Linked DNA regions of Bos taurus: region 1 is linked to region 2. The links are chromatin contacts, called in public Hi-C maps. All regions are on one chromosome and are shown on one strand. Each heading gives the region's core, a stretch centred on a gene start, on an enhancer-like site or on the middle of the called end of the contact. The rest is flanking DNA. Distances are from core to core; before and after follow the strand shown. Region 1 overlaps USP10 (ubiquitin specific peptidase 10). Region 2 has its middle 14 kb from the start of MEAK7.

Region 1 (6,184 bases), core at 1,490-3,989, 160 kb before region 2:
AATTCAAACCAAATCAGTTTACATCCTTAAGCTCATCAACCTATCAAGCACTTGATTAATAATAAGATCTCACTCACACACACTTTTCATAATAATCTTTACTGGAGGGCACTCTACCTTCTTCAGGACTTGGTTCTGGCTCTTAACCATTCTCTCTCCTCTGGGCTGACACCTGGATATTCATTCTCCCATTAAGCATTCTTCCCACTCATTCTTCCACCTACTCTCACAGCTTCAACTAGGCAGATGAATTCTGAACTCACACTTTCAACTTGGACTGCTCAGTTATACTCCATTCCATATTTCAAGCTGCCAACCCCTAGATTCATTCACTGTTACTTTCTGACTTAACCTTAAAATCAAAAGGCCCACTATTTCCTCAAAACCAGGTTTTGCACTTATGCCAATAGCAAACTTCATTGTTTTTCCAAACTCTTGGATGAGAAACTTGGAAGATTATCTTGAATTATATATACATAACCCAGTTCCTGGGACAATCTCATCAAAACATCAAAATGCTCAAAAGATTTCATTTGGTAAAAACAGCAGCAACTGCATGAATTAAAAGAAGCATCCCAATTAAGTGATGCCGGTCAGGGAGCTAGGACCCTGTTTAATCGGCACATTACTTCTATGAGACAGTGATTCCCCTAGCCTTTTTGGCGGTGGTGAGGAGGAGATGTAAGCAAACAAGGCCCACCACCTCAAGGATGCACACGCACACATTTCGGCACACGATTCCAGGACTTGCAGACACTCTCACGCTCCCTGTGTCCTATACGACCCTGCTACTCAGTGTGGGTCCCAGCCCAGCAGCAGACACACCTGGGAGTTTATGCTGCTCTCAGACCCCAGCCCAGACCTACAGAAGCCAAACATGCCATTAACAGGACCCCCCATTGACTTTTAACGTAGCGTCAGCCTGAGAAGCAGGGGATGCAGCACAGCATCCCAGGGTCCTCCTTACAGCAAGCTGAGCCTTGTATCCTGGACACTACTGCAGGGCTCCCAACTCCTCTCTCAGGCTGGGTGACCGTTTACCACCCAAGCTGGGGGCACCGGCCCACATCAAATGCCCTCCTCCTTTCTCTCTATGTGCCCAAATCCCATTCATTCTCAAGGCCACTCGTTACCCACCTCCTTCACTCCTGAATTCCCCCTGCAGAACCTGCCATGTGCACTGCAGAGTTCAACACACTGCACATCTCAGAACCTGCCCCAATTGTTTCCTATGCCTAGTCACCTGCTGAGTCGCCTGCTCCTACACAGGGTGAGAACACTTTAGGTATCTTCCTGTGCAGCTACAAGCAGCAGCTAACATAGCTGGCCCAGCTGACTTCTCACACTGCAGAACTCAGTTCGAGTCTCCTCTTTGCAAATTACTTTCCTAACAAACCTGAGTTATTCTGGATTTTAACAGGTGATTAGCCTCATTCCCACAGTCAACCAGGGATTACCTAAATGTATAGACTGTGTTATGTCTTTCATAAATTATTCATCAATATTTTGCGCACTTATTACATTCCAGGCTCAGGGAATGTAACAGTGAACAAGAGAACGCCTTCCCCTCACTCATCTTCCACTCTAGTAAAGGGAGAGAGAAAATGAACCAAATAGCTGCTAGGATATCAGATGAAGGGGATCATGTGTTAAGTGCTCTGAAGAGAAAGCAAGGCAAGAAGGTGGCGGGGGTGCAGCAGGCTGCGATTTTAAAAAGGGCAGAAAAGAAATTCAAAAATGAAGCTAACATTTCATTCTTTCACTATATTAGCTGAAGCTTAACTCACAGAGGCATTAGAGCTGGAAATCTCCAATTAGGTCAGAAAGTCTTTTTCCCTGAACATAAACAGAAGTAAATGGTGGAACGTCATCTGCTATTGCCAGACATAAAACAATTTTAACTTCACTGACTCAGTGGACATGAATTCTAGCCAACTCCTGGAGACAGTGAAAGACAGGGGGAGCCTGGTGTGCTTCAGTCCATGGGGTCGGAAAAAAGTCGAACATGATTTAGTGAATGAACAACAACTTTAAGATTACTTCAAAGTATGGTATTTTAGAGCATACTCTCAGTTTCAATTATGATCCTGCCAAATGAAAAATAATACACAATACAAAAGAGGCAATAACTTGAAAATATTACCATTTGTAGCCCATCAGTCCAGGGGTCACAAAAGAGTCAGACACAACTTAGCAAGTAAACAACAACAATGCCATCTATAAGGTCTGGTCCTAGGAAAAATGCAAAATAAACCAAGCTGTCCACTTTGAAAAACTAAAATAAATAAAGAGGGCACGGAGGCAGGCCTGCCTGAGAAGACTCACCCACTCCAAGTGGCCTGGGGCCAGGGAGCAAGCGCGTGGACAGAGGGGGTAGCGTGCTGCAGCAGAGACAACTTATCTGTGCTCATTTTTGTTGGCACACAGCTGAGTTAAAAAAAATAACCAGTGGGGGGGGGGGGGGGAATAACCAGTGGGCGAACGATGACACTGGCTGAGATATCTAAGATGACAAAGGTAGGAAACACAAAACATAACTGAGCCAGTAAGTCAATGGAAAAGCTCTCTTTCCACACTCACCAATGACATACTCAGGCTCTCCACCTGGGAAGGTAGACAGCTCTGTGGCTCTGGAATTTGGAGATAAAGGCATTTGCTCAGACCAAGTCAACCAAGGATCAATGCTCTGGACCACTACGGGGAAGGCTACCATGAAGGTATTTATTGCATCAGTAACGGTCCTCTGATCTCAGCTAAACCTGTTAAGAAACAGCCCAAAGAATGAAACAAAACAGATTAGCTGATATACAGATGAGTCGCCTGGATTCAACAAACTATACAACACGAATAAGGAGAGTCACGAAACCCTTCAAGAAAGCCTAGAGGTCACCTGAATTCTTAACGCAAGAACTGCAATCCATCTGAAAACCTCAGGAGCAGCCCACCTCTTTTGCAGCAGCTCTCTTACTATAAAGGTATGTCTAGGGAGGGCAAATCTGTGCCTTGTGGTTCCTGCACCCTGTGGTCCTGACCTTCACTCCCAGGACTAGAAGTATGTTCTGCCAGACAACATCTGTGTGCTGTGCCCTCCTCCGCCAGGCAGGGCCATGCGTTCCTTCCACCGCTCGGGCACTCTGCCCATCCGGGGCCAGCAGCCTGCAGGCCTCCAGGAAGAGCTGACTGACTGGGAGGAAGAACAAGGCATCCCCAGCACCAAAGTCCACAGGGCCCTCCAGGCTCCTGTGCAGGACAGGCTTGGGAGTCCTTCCCTTCTTCACAGGGAAGGGAGGAAGCTAACTCAGATCTATGCTTTCAACCAAAAAGAAATCAATGGCAAAGAAACAAAATGGCAACATATTTTACCTTCTGTCCATTTTAAAAAGAAAAGAAACTCATTTGTTCAACATGTGTCAGGGGGTGAGAGGCCAAGTCTTTCCAAACTGAGCTGTGGCAACTCTGTGTCCAAGACCAGTCATGGCTAGGATATTGCTACAGAGTCATTGTGAATGAAGTTCAAGTTACAGCCAGAGAAGCTTCCAGCCAAAACTAAAGAGACTGCTCAAGATTTTTTTTTTTCAAAGCAATCTCTTATCTCATTTTCATGGAATAGAACTCCAGTCACACATGGAAAAGAAAGTTTGTGCTCCTGGCACTTAACTCACACTGTGTAGTGTGGCATGGAAAAGCCAAGAATTCAGTAAGAACCAAGATGGAACCAAGAGTGTTACTTTAGCACCAATTTGTGAAAAACTGGAGACAAGAACTTCAAAGCTGACAAATCCATGACCAGCAACAACAACAAAAAAAGGCTGCAAGAATTTCCAATGGCAAATTGGCTTAATGCTATGCCCCAATTCTCAAAGACGGCAGACAGTCATAGTTAAACGGAGTTGGGGCGAAGCCCGAGCTGCCCCCACACTGAGAGTCCTATCTCACCACATGGCACCCAGCAGTTTCTAATGGCTTTGGGGAATATAATACAATTTAGAGCAAGAGTTGGATAAATGTTTGTGGAGAGGAATTTGTCCATCAGTTTAGCTACTGAACTTCCAACAAAACTGAACTCTCAGGCTCAAGACCCAGGGTGGCACGTCTTCAAAGTGGCAACGTGTCAGGCTCCTCAGTCGGTTCTGTTTCCACAAGTCACTCGATTCAGGACTAAAATTACTAACATTATCTTGCAGAGGGCCACAAACTGGCGTCTTTTGTTGTTGTTCATACCTAACCTAGACTGAAAATGTTTTTAAATGTCCAAAATATTACTCAGTTAATTCTATTCATGGGAAAGGGCTCTGCAGCTTAAGGGGAAAGGCGGCAAACAAAAGCATGCAGAGGCTCTGACACCTGTGTCAGGCTGAGGCCCTGGGGGCTGAGGGGACACAGCTGGGGGCCTAATCAGGGGTCCCTAGTCAGTGGGTCTGGATGGCCACCAGGATGCCAGGTGGTTCAACTGAGAAGACCACGACCAAGGATCATGGCTTAAGAAATACTACTAGAAATACTACTATATAAAATGGGCCTTCCCTGATAGATCAGCTGGTAAAGATCCGCATGCAATGCAGGAGACCCTGGTTTGATTCCTGGGTGGGGAAGATCCGCTGGAGAAGGGATAGGCTACCGACTCCAGCATTCTTGGGCTTCCCTTGTGGCTCAGTTGGTAAAGAATCCTGGCCTGGAGAAGTCCATGGACTGTGTAGTCCATGGGGTCACAAAGAGTCGGACACAACTGAGTGACTAAGCAAAGCACAGCACAGCACATTGTGTAAAATGAGCCCAAATGTCTAAAATTTAAAGGGAAGCATTTAAAAATATTAACAGAAGTCATCTCAGAGTCATGATATATGGGTGATATATTTTCTTTACAATCAAGGAATAAATGCTGGTTTTTAAAGTTGCCCCCCTCCCAAAAAAATTAAAGAGAATATGGGCAGAAAGTGAAGAGAAACTAAAGAGCCTCTTGATGAAGGTGAAAGAAAAGAGTGAAAAAGTTGGCTTAAAACTCAACATTCAAAAAACTAAGACCATGGCATCCAGTCCCATCACTCCATGGCAAACAGATGGAAAAACAATGGAAACAGTGAGAGACATTATTTTCTTGGGTTCCAAAATCACTGCAGATGGTGACTGCAGCCATGAAATTAAAAGACGCTTGCTCCTTGGAAGAAAAGCTATGACCAACCTAGATAGCATATTAAAAAGCAGAGACATTATTTTGCCAACAAAGGTCCGTCTAGTCAAAGCTTTGGTTTTTCCAGTAGTCATGTATGGATGTGAGAGTTGCACTATAAAAAAGCTGAGGGCCGAAGAATTGATGCTTTTGAACGGTGGTGTTGGAGAAGACTCTTGAGAGTCCGTTGGACTGCAAGGAGATCCAACCAGTCCATTCTAAAGGCAATCAGTCCTGAAAATTCATTGGAAGGGCTGATGCTGAAGCTGAAACCCCAATACTTTGGTCACCTGATGCAAAGAACGGACTCACTGGAAAAGACTCTGATGCTGGGAAAGATTGAAGGCAGGAGGAGAAGAGGATGACAGAGAATGAGATGGTTGGATGGCATCACCGACTCGATGGACATGAGTCTGAGCAAGCTCTGGGAGGTGGTGATGAACAGGAAAAACTGGGGTGCTGCAGTCCTTGGGGTCGCAAAGAGTCGGACACGACTGAGCAACTGAACTGAACTAACTGATGTCCCCATATGACTTCCCTAACAACTCTATCCAATTATCACTGAGGACACTCAAGGGCTATTTGCCTTGCACTAATCTGCCTCAGATATCCCCAAACATCCTACATTTTCCCTGCTCAAAGTTTTAGGGTTTAAGGTGCTGAAGTGAGCAGAAAAAACATTCTGAGATCTAGAGGAGAGCCAGCAGAGGACACCTTTGCCACCCTGGGGAGGACCCCAACCGGGCCTAGAACAACCACCTCCGCCAGCAACCCTCACAGAGCCTGTGCTTTCAGACACCCACCACCACCAAGGCTGAACTACCAAAGTCCTTTGTCCCCCAACCCCCCCACACCGTCCCAGCATCCCACCCTACACACCAGGCAGTCACCCACCGAGCACAGGTCTGTCTCCCAAACAGGCCGCAGGCCTAAACACTCTGCTCTTCTGCATGTGCTCCCCACAAAACCCCATCCCTGAGCTTCTCTGCCCAAATGTCGCCTTTCTAAGAGAGTCGA
Region 2 (6,268 bases), core at 369-2,868:
GGAATTCAGGAAGGGCCTGGGATTCTGGGATCCCCTGCTGGATTTACGTGCCCTGGGGGCTGGGGACAATTCCTGTTTAAGCCAGAGTCTTTGCTTCTGTGTCCCCCACCCTTAGGATAATGCCCGGCACACAACAGTCACTCAATAAATGCACTGATTGAACGGACAGTTGTACGTTTACTCTGAAAGCCTGGTCTGCTCCAGAGGAGCCAGGCTCAGGGAAGTCAGGTGACCTGTTCTAATGGCCAAGCTGGGTCTGAACTTCTAAGCCAGAGCTGTTCACAGGAAGGGGGCAAGCCCCGTACATGATTCTAATATAGTGGCACATTTTCAAAGTGAAAAGAAGCGGGCAACATTAATCTTAATGATCTCGTTAAAAAAAAAAAAGTATTTCTTACATTTGACCGTACGGGGTCTTAGTTGTGTTACGTAGGATCTAGTTCCCTGAGCAGGGATTGAACCCGTACCCCCTGCACTGGGAGTGTGGGGTCTCAGCCACTGGACCGCTGGGCAAGTCCCTTAATGATCTGCTTTTTTGTAACCCAACACAATTGATAATATTTCAACTCGTCATCTCTACTTTATAATCAAGGAAAGATAGCACAAGGGGGACCTTTGTGGTATGGGAAGAGTCCGATATCTTGATCGTGGTGGTGGTTACATGAATCTACGCATGTGATGAAAGGCATTATACACACATATGTCAGTTTCCTGGTTTTGATTCTGTACAGTAATTACGGTAACTACATAAGATGTCCCCATATGAAACGGAGCAAAGGATACCAGGACCTCTGGGTACTGTTTTTGCAGCTTCCCATGAATCAATACTGATTTCAAAATGAAGCTGAAAAATTCGGGGATATTTTAAAATTAAAATTTCCTTAACTTAAAAATTTAAAAATATACACCCAAGACTCTGAACTCCAGTGTGGGTTCACAGTCACAGCACATCTCGGTTGGAACCAGTTAAAAGGCTTGGTAGCCACGCGTGGCCCGTGGCTGCAATGAACAGTGATCCTTCTCAGAGGGGTGTTCCTGGGGGCCTCTTCTGTCTCTCCCGCTTGCCCGTTGTCTGGTAGAAAAGTTACTTCTCTTAACCTTAGATAAGTCACTGCCCTCCTCTGAGCCTCAGTTTTCCTTCTCTGTAAAGTGGGACTAATAGAGGTACTTATGCTGTTTCACTGTTGGAGCATTAAGTGAGAGCTGCGTGTTGGGCACCCAGTTCAGGCCTGGCCCATCGTTCTCTGGGAGCTGACATGAACTCGTAGTGTCACAGTTGAGAGCCCAAGCTGCAGCTTCATCCGCTTCCCCTAATGTTCTGGCACCCTCCTGCCTGGCTGCCTGCTTCTGCTGGTGACGAATGGCCCGAGCGTCTCTTCTGGTTTTAACTGCCGTGGAGGAGGAAGGCCTGTGTCCATGGTCTTTGGCATTTAACTCCTGCTTGTTAGCAGATACCCCGAGACACCCTGTAGTGAGCTGGCTGCGGGCTTGTAGGCCAGATGTGCAGAGACCCCTGCAAAGCTTCTGCAAAACTGAGGACTTCCTCTTTGAGCCCTGGGCTGAACCCGCAGCCACCAGGGCGCCTGCTTTTCACCTTATAAGGCAACCCCTGGAGGCACAGGTGAGCAGGCTGCAGGGGCCTCGCCGGCCCAGCCCCCACGGCGCTCCCAGCGGAGCCTGTGCAACGGGGGATGTGACACCTTTTATGGTTTTTGAGAAGAAGAAAAAGACAGAGCACCACAAAAGCAGGAACCCAGAGCTTTATCGTGATGAGAGGGGCTGGGTTGACCTCCCAGACACTGACTGCAAAACCAGGATGCAACTAACCCCACAGAGCGCCTGGCTCGCAAAATACCACGGAGGAGGCTGCTGTGTGTGCCCCTGGAGGCCAGAGGCGGCCACAGGAATCAACTGCAGAGCTTAAGCCTTGGGGTGGGGGGTGGCGGTCATGGGATGGGGCTAACCCCCTGAGCCCCAGGGCTCATCCTTGGGGTCTTCCCTGCCGGCCAGCTTAGGTTTTCCCACACGGCCCTTGAACCCCGTTGTATCTTCAAGGGACACTACCCTCTCAGCTTCCCCTTCACCGTGGCATCTGGGGCAGGGGACAGGAAGGTCTCTGGAAGGTGGGCTCTGACCCAAGGCCTGAAGGTGAGGGCATGGAGGAAGTGGGACCCTCATCCTGGTGATGGAAGGGCCTGTGTGAGCTGGGGAAGTTGGTGTGCTCCAGCCCTGAGGTGTGGAGAGCTGGCTTGGCCCTGCCGTGGGGCCTAAAGGGTCTGCCTTGGTTGGTGGGAAGTTGCTGGAGTGTTTTTTAAGTGTTTTAAGAGAGGTGTGATCTGGCTTAACTGGTGGAACCTCACTGAGCTACAAGGACACTGGCCTGGATGGAGTTGGGGGCAACCAGCCTCCATCCTGGGCGCCTCCTGTGGGGCCAGGTGTGGGGGCGCATGGGGTGTGGGGTGCATGGGGTGTGGGGGCGCATGCGTGATGCCAGGCTCTCCAGACCCCATGTGCCTGGTGCTGCTCTCTGGACAGGGTGGCACGGTCTGCTCTCTCACCGTTCTCCCTGGCTGCCCCCTCCTGGATTTTTCCTTCCTGTGACCCCCTTCATGGAGACTGATGGTGTTTAACTTGGATCATTGGTGGGACCGGAAGAAGCAAGAACCCCAAGTAACTGTCTTAGGGTCCAACCTTTGTAAACCCTGGGCTGTGTGTCTCCACTTTATTCTCCCACCATGTGGCAGGCACCCCCAGGCCCTACTTTTTACCCCACCTACAGTCTCCTAACTGATCCAAGAGAGACAGGAAATGGTTTAAAAAAGTAAAACCTTTGAGAGGTCCCTGGTTGCTTAGTGGTTAGGATTTTGGGCTTTCATTGCTGGGGCCTGGGTTCAATCACTGGTCGGGGAACTGAGATCTTGCAAGCCACTCAGCGCAACCCCACCTCCCCCCCCACCCCGCCCCCACACAAAAAAAGGAAACCTTAAAACACACACCCACACGATCCAAGGAGCTTATTATGGAAAAGGGGAGCAAGTGTACAGAGGATAAACTGGACAGGCCGACCTTGGCCAGGTAATCAGGGTCAACCCCAGCAGTGAGGATTTTCGGGGACCACATGGACCCTTGAGATGCTGTGGTGCGAAGGGCACTGGACCTCTGGGGTCTTCATCCCCCAAAGTCCAACCCCAGTCTAACCATGAGAAAAAGCTCCGATGAATCCCGTTAGAGAGGCACCTTACCAAACGCCTCTCCCGGTTATCAGTAACCAGGAAAGTCTGAGAAACTGTTACAGTCCAGAGATGCCTAAAGAGACATGATGATTAAGGAGAATGTAATAAGGGATCAATATTGGTTCATCAGTGGTGATGGATGTTCTGCACTAATGTAAGACGTTAGTCACAGGGGAAACTCAGTCTAGGACTGAGACATACACAGGAACTCTCAGTATCCTCTTCTCAACAAGCTTGTAAATCTAAAAACTGTTCTGAAATGTTCATTGTGAAAACTGACCAGAGCCCATGGTTTTGTGGTGACCATGAGCGCCACCTTGTGGGCACATGGCTACATTAGCTGTGTCACGTCTGGGCTTGGGAAATGGAAGAGTCCTGCTTCTAGCCCCTTGGTGATGGTTCCATATTCTGTGGGAAGAGCAAGCACAGGATTCCTTGTGGCAGCCAGCATCTGTGTGCACCTTGACCTTCCTTCCTTGACCTGTACTTTCCTGGACCTTCTGCACAGTCCCCATCTCCGCCAGCCCCACCAGGCACAGCTCTTCCGGCTGCCTGGACACCTTCTATCCTCTCTCCCTGAGCTCACATCTTCACGGAAGGGAGAGTGAACACCTCCAAGGAGGAAGGTGTCAGAGGGTCAAGGTCACGGAGCTGAGGGAGGATCTGAGGAGAGACATGTTGGAGGGCTGGGTCCGTCCCCAGGAGGCTGGCGGGGAGCCGGCCTCTGACCTCAGGGCTCGGGGGTGGGGGCCACAGTGCCCCTCCGAGGGCTCCAGCCAGTGGCCACATCGCACGTGCCACAGCCAAGGGGTGGGGGTGGCGGAGCGGGGTCTGATGCTGGTGGTGACCATCCTGCCACCCAGCAGATGGACAGAGGTATGAGATCTGGGACAGACTCAGGACACACACTGGGCGCAGCCACCTAGAATCATGGTGACTGTCCCCAGGGCCCCACGGTGACAGGCTGCAGGGGCTCAGCCAGCCCAGGGCAGACTGGGAGCCTCCAGTCCAGGGATAGACACTGCCTGGTCAGGGGAGCTGCAGCGGCCCAGGAGGCCCCCCACGGAAGCACAGAAGGGACCAAAGTCGGCTCAAATCACGGGCCAGACCCAGATGGCCTGAAGCCAGCCTGCCCCCCAGGAGGCTGACCAGCAGCCCCCAGTGACATTCATGTCTTAATTCCCAGGACCGGCGGGTATGTGAGCTGACATGGCAAAGGGGACGTTGCAGACCTGATTAAGCTAAGGATCTTGAGATGGGAGATCATCCTGGATTATGCAGGTGGGCCCGATGTCATCCAGGTCCTCGTGAGAGAGAGCGTGCGGGTCAGAATAGGACGAGGAGATGTGATGATAGAAGAGGTGGGGAGGGGAGAGGACTGGTAGGAAGGAGGGACTGGAAAAGGCTATGCCTACTAGTTTGAAGATGAAGGATTTCTAGAATCTGGAAAAGGCAGGGAAGGAATTCTCCTCCAGAACCTTCAGAGAGAACACACCCCCGCAGATACCTTGGTTTCAGACTTCTGACTTCCTGAACTGTAACAGAATAAATGAACGTCTTAAGCCACTAAATGTGCAGTCCTTTGCTCCAGCAGCAACGGGAAATCAATAAACTCATCGGTCAAATAAAAACTTTCTGCCTGTCACCACCTCTCCTCCTTCCCCTGCAAGCCTGCAGAGGGCAGAACAAGAGTCACCAGATGTAGCAGATAAAGATACAAAACACCCTGTAGAATCTGAATTTCAGACAATGAATATTTTTTAGTATGAATAATCCCAAATATTGCCTGAAAGTGAAAGGGTTAATCACTCAGTCGTGTCCAACTCTTTGTGATCCCACAGACTATAGCCCACCAGGCTCCTCTGTCCATGGAATTCTCCAGGCAAGAATTCTGGAGTGGGTTGTCACTCGCTTCAGGGGATCTTCCCAACCCAGGGATCAAAGCTGGGTCTCTCACATCGCAGGCATATTTTTTACTGTCTGAGCCATGAGGGAAGCAAATATTGCCTGGAACATACTTAAATAAAAAGAAAGGATTCATTCTTCATCTGAAAGACAAATTTAACTGGACATCCTAGTTTTACCTGGCAACCCTGGTCAGAAACAGCAGCTACAGGAGAAGGATAGAGCAGAGAAGAAGAAAACCACCCTCCCCCTTAAGATCCAGGGCATACACTCCAGGGGAGGAGAAAGATTTCATGTTAAATCCAGCTCCACACCTGTTAGCTACGTATGACACAGCTTTAACGAATGAACTTGGACCACTTTCCATCTAAAGTGACCCTGGGACCTAATTTCCTAAGAATGGAGAGGGAAAAATCCCAGGGAAGGTCTGGGCTTTTCATCCAAGGACAGAAAGGTGGCTTTCTGCCTCCTTCACACTGAGCAAGTAAGAGGGACAGCAGGAAATAAAGCTGGCTTTGCGATGGTACCTGCTAGCTTGGACCAGTGATAATGGGATGGATGGCCCAGGGGTCAAGCGTCCTGCGCCTCAGGCCAGCTTGCAGAGTGAAGAAGCTGCCTTTGCTGGGTCTGTGATGAGCTGAGGGCACCCCAGACCAGAGTCACAAAGGGGCCCTCTGGTTAAAGGGGCCTCTTCTGTCCACACAGTTTATCACTGGTTTTTTTTTTTTTTAATAATTAATTTATTTGGCTGTACTTGGTCTTAGCTGTGGCATTGCAGCATGCGGAGACATATATACACGCACACATATATATATATTTTTAAAGTTGTGACATGCAGCATCTTTAGTTATGGCTTGCAAACTCTTTAGCTGTGGCATGTGGGATCTAGTTCCCTGACCAGGGATCGATCCCCGGCCTCCTGCATTGGGAGCGAGGAGTCTTAGCCACTGGATCACTAGGGAAGTCCCAGCGTATCACAGTTGATGTCGGCCACAGTCACTGCCTGCGGTGGCCTGGTCAGTCTCGTTGTCCATACAGTTCATTCCCGTCCTGTCCTCTTTGGAAGGAGGCTACTGCGTGCAGCCCAGGCCTAAGGAGAGGGAGCCATGGTCCACCTCCTCCCCTGGGGA

Evidence for each region. A called contact is a pair of places that touch in the nucleus more often than the background predicts.
Region 1: a contact with region 2 is called in a Hi-C map of liver, with 2.4 times the contacts expected there. The contact joins two enhancer-like sites. A contact is called at or near these places in 3 of 11 Hi-C or Micro-C datasets (liver, skeletal muscle and an unstated tissue).

What each region holds. Positions count from the first base shown.
Region 1 is chr18:10,879,261-10,885,444 of ARS-UCD2.0, reverse strand. All of the region lies in intron 1 of USP10 (ubiquitin specific peptidase 10), which reads right to left. Among named protein-coding and RNA genes, the nearest start is that of USP10, 12 kb to the right of the region's middle. Within about 2 kb of position 2,739, at least 14 of the 102 cell types and tissues checked have an H3K27ac peak or open chromatin away from gene starts, as enhancers often do. A contact at or near this core is called in liver, where this site is marked.
Region 2 is chr18:10,721,876-10,728,143 of ARS-UCD2.0, reverse strand. No RefSeq gene overlaps it. Among named protein-coding and RNA genes, the nearest start is that of MEAK7, 14 kb to the right of the region's middle. Within about 2 kb of position 1,618, at least 15 of the 102 cell types and tissues checked have an H3K27ac peak or open chromatin away from gene starts, as enhancers often do. A contact at or near this core is called in liver, where this site is marked.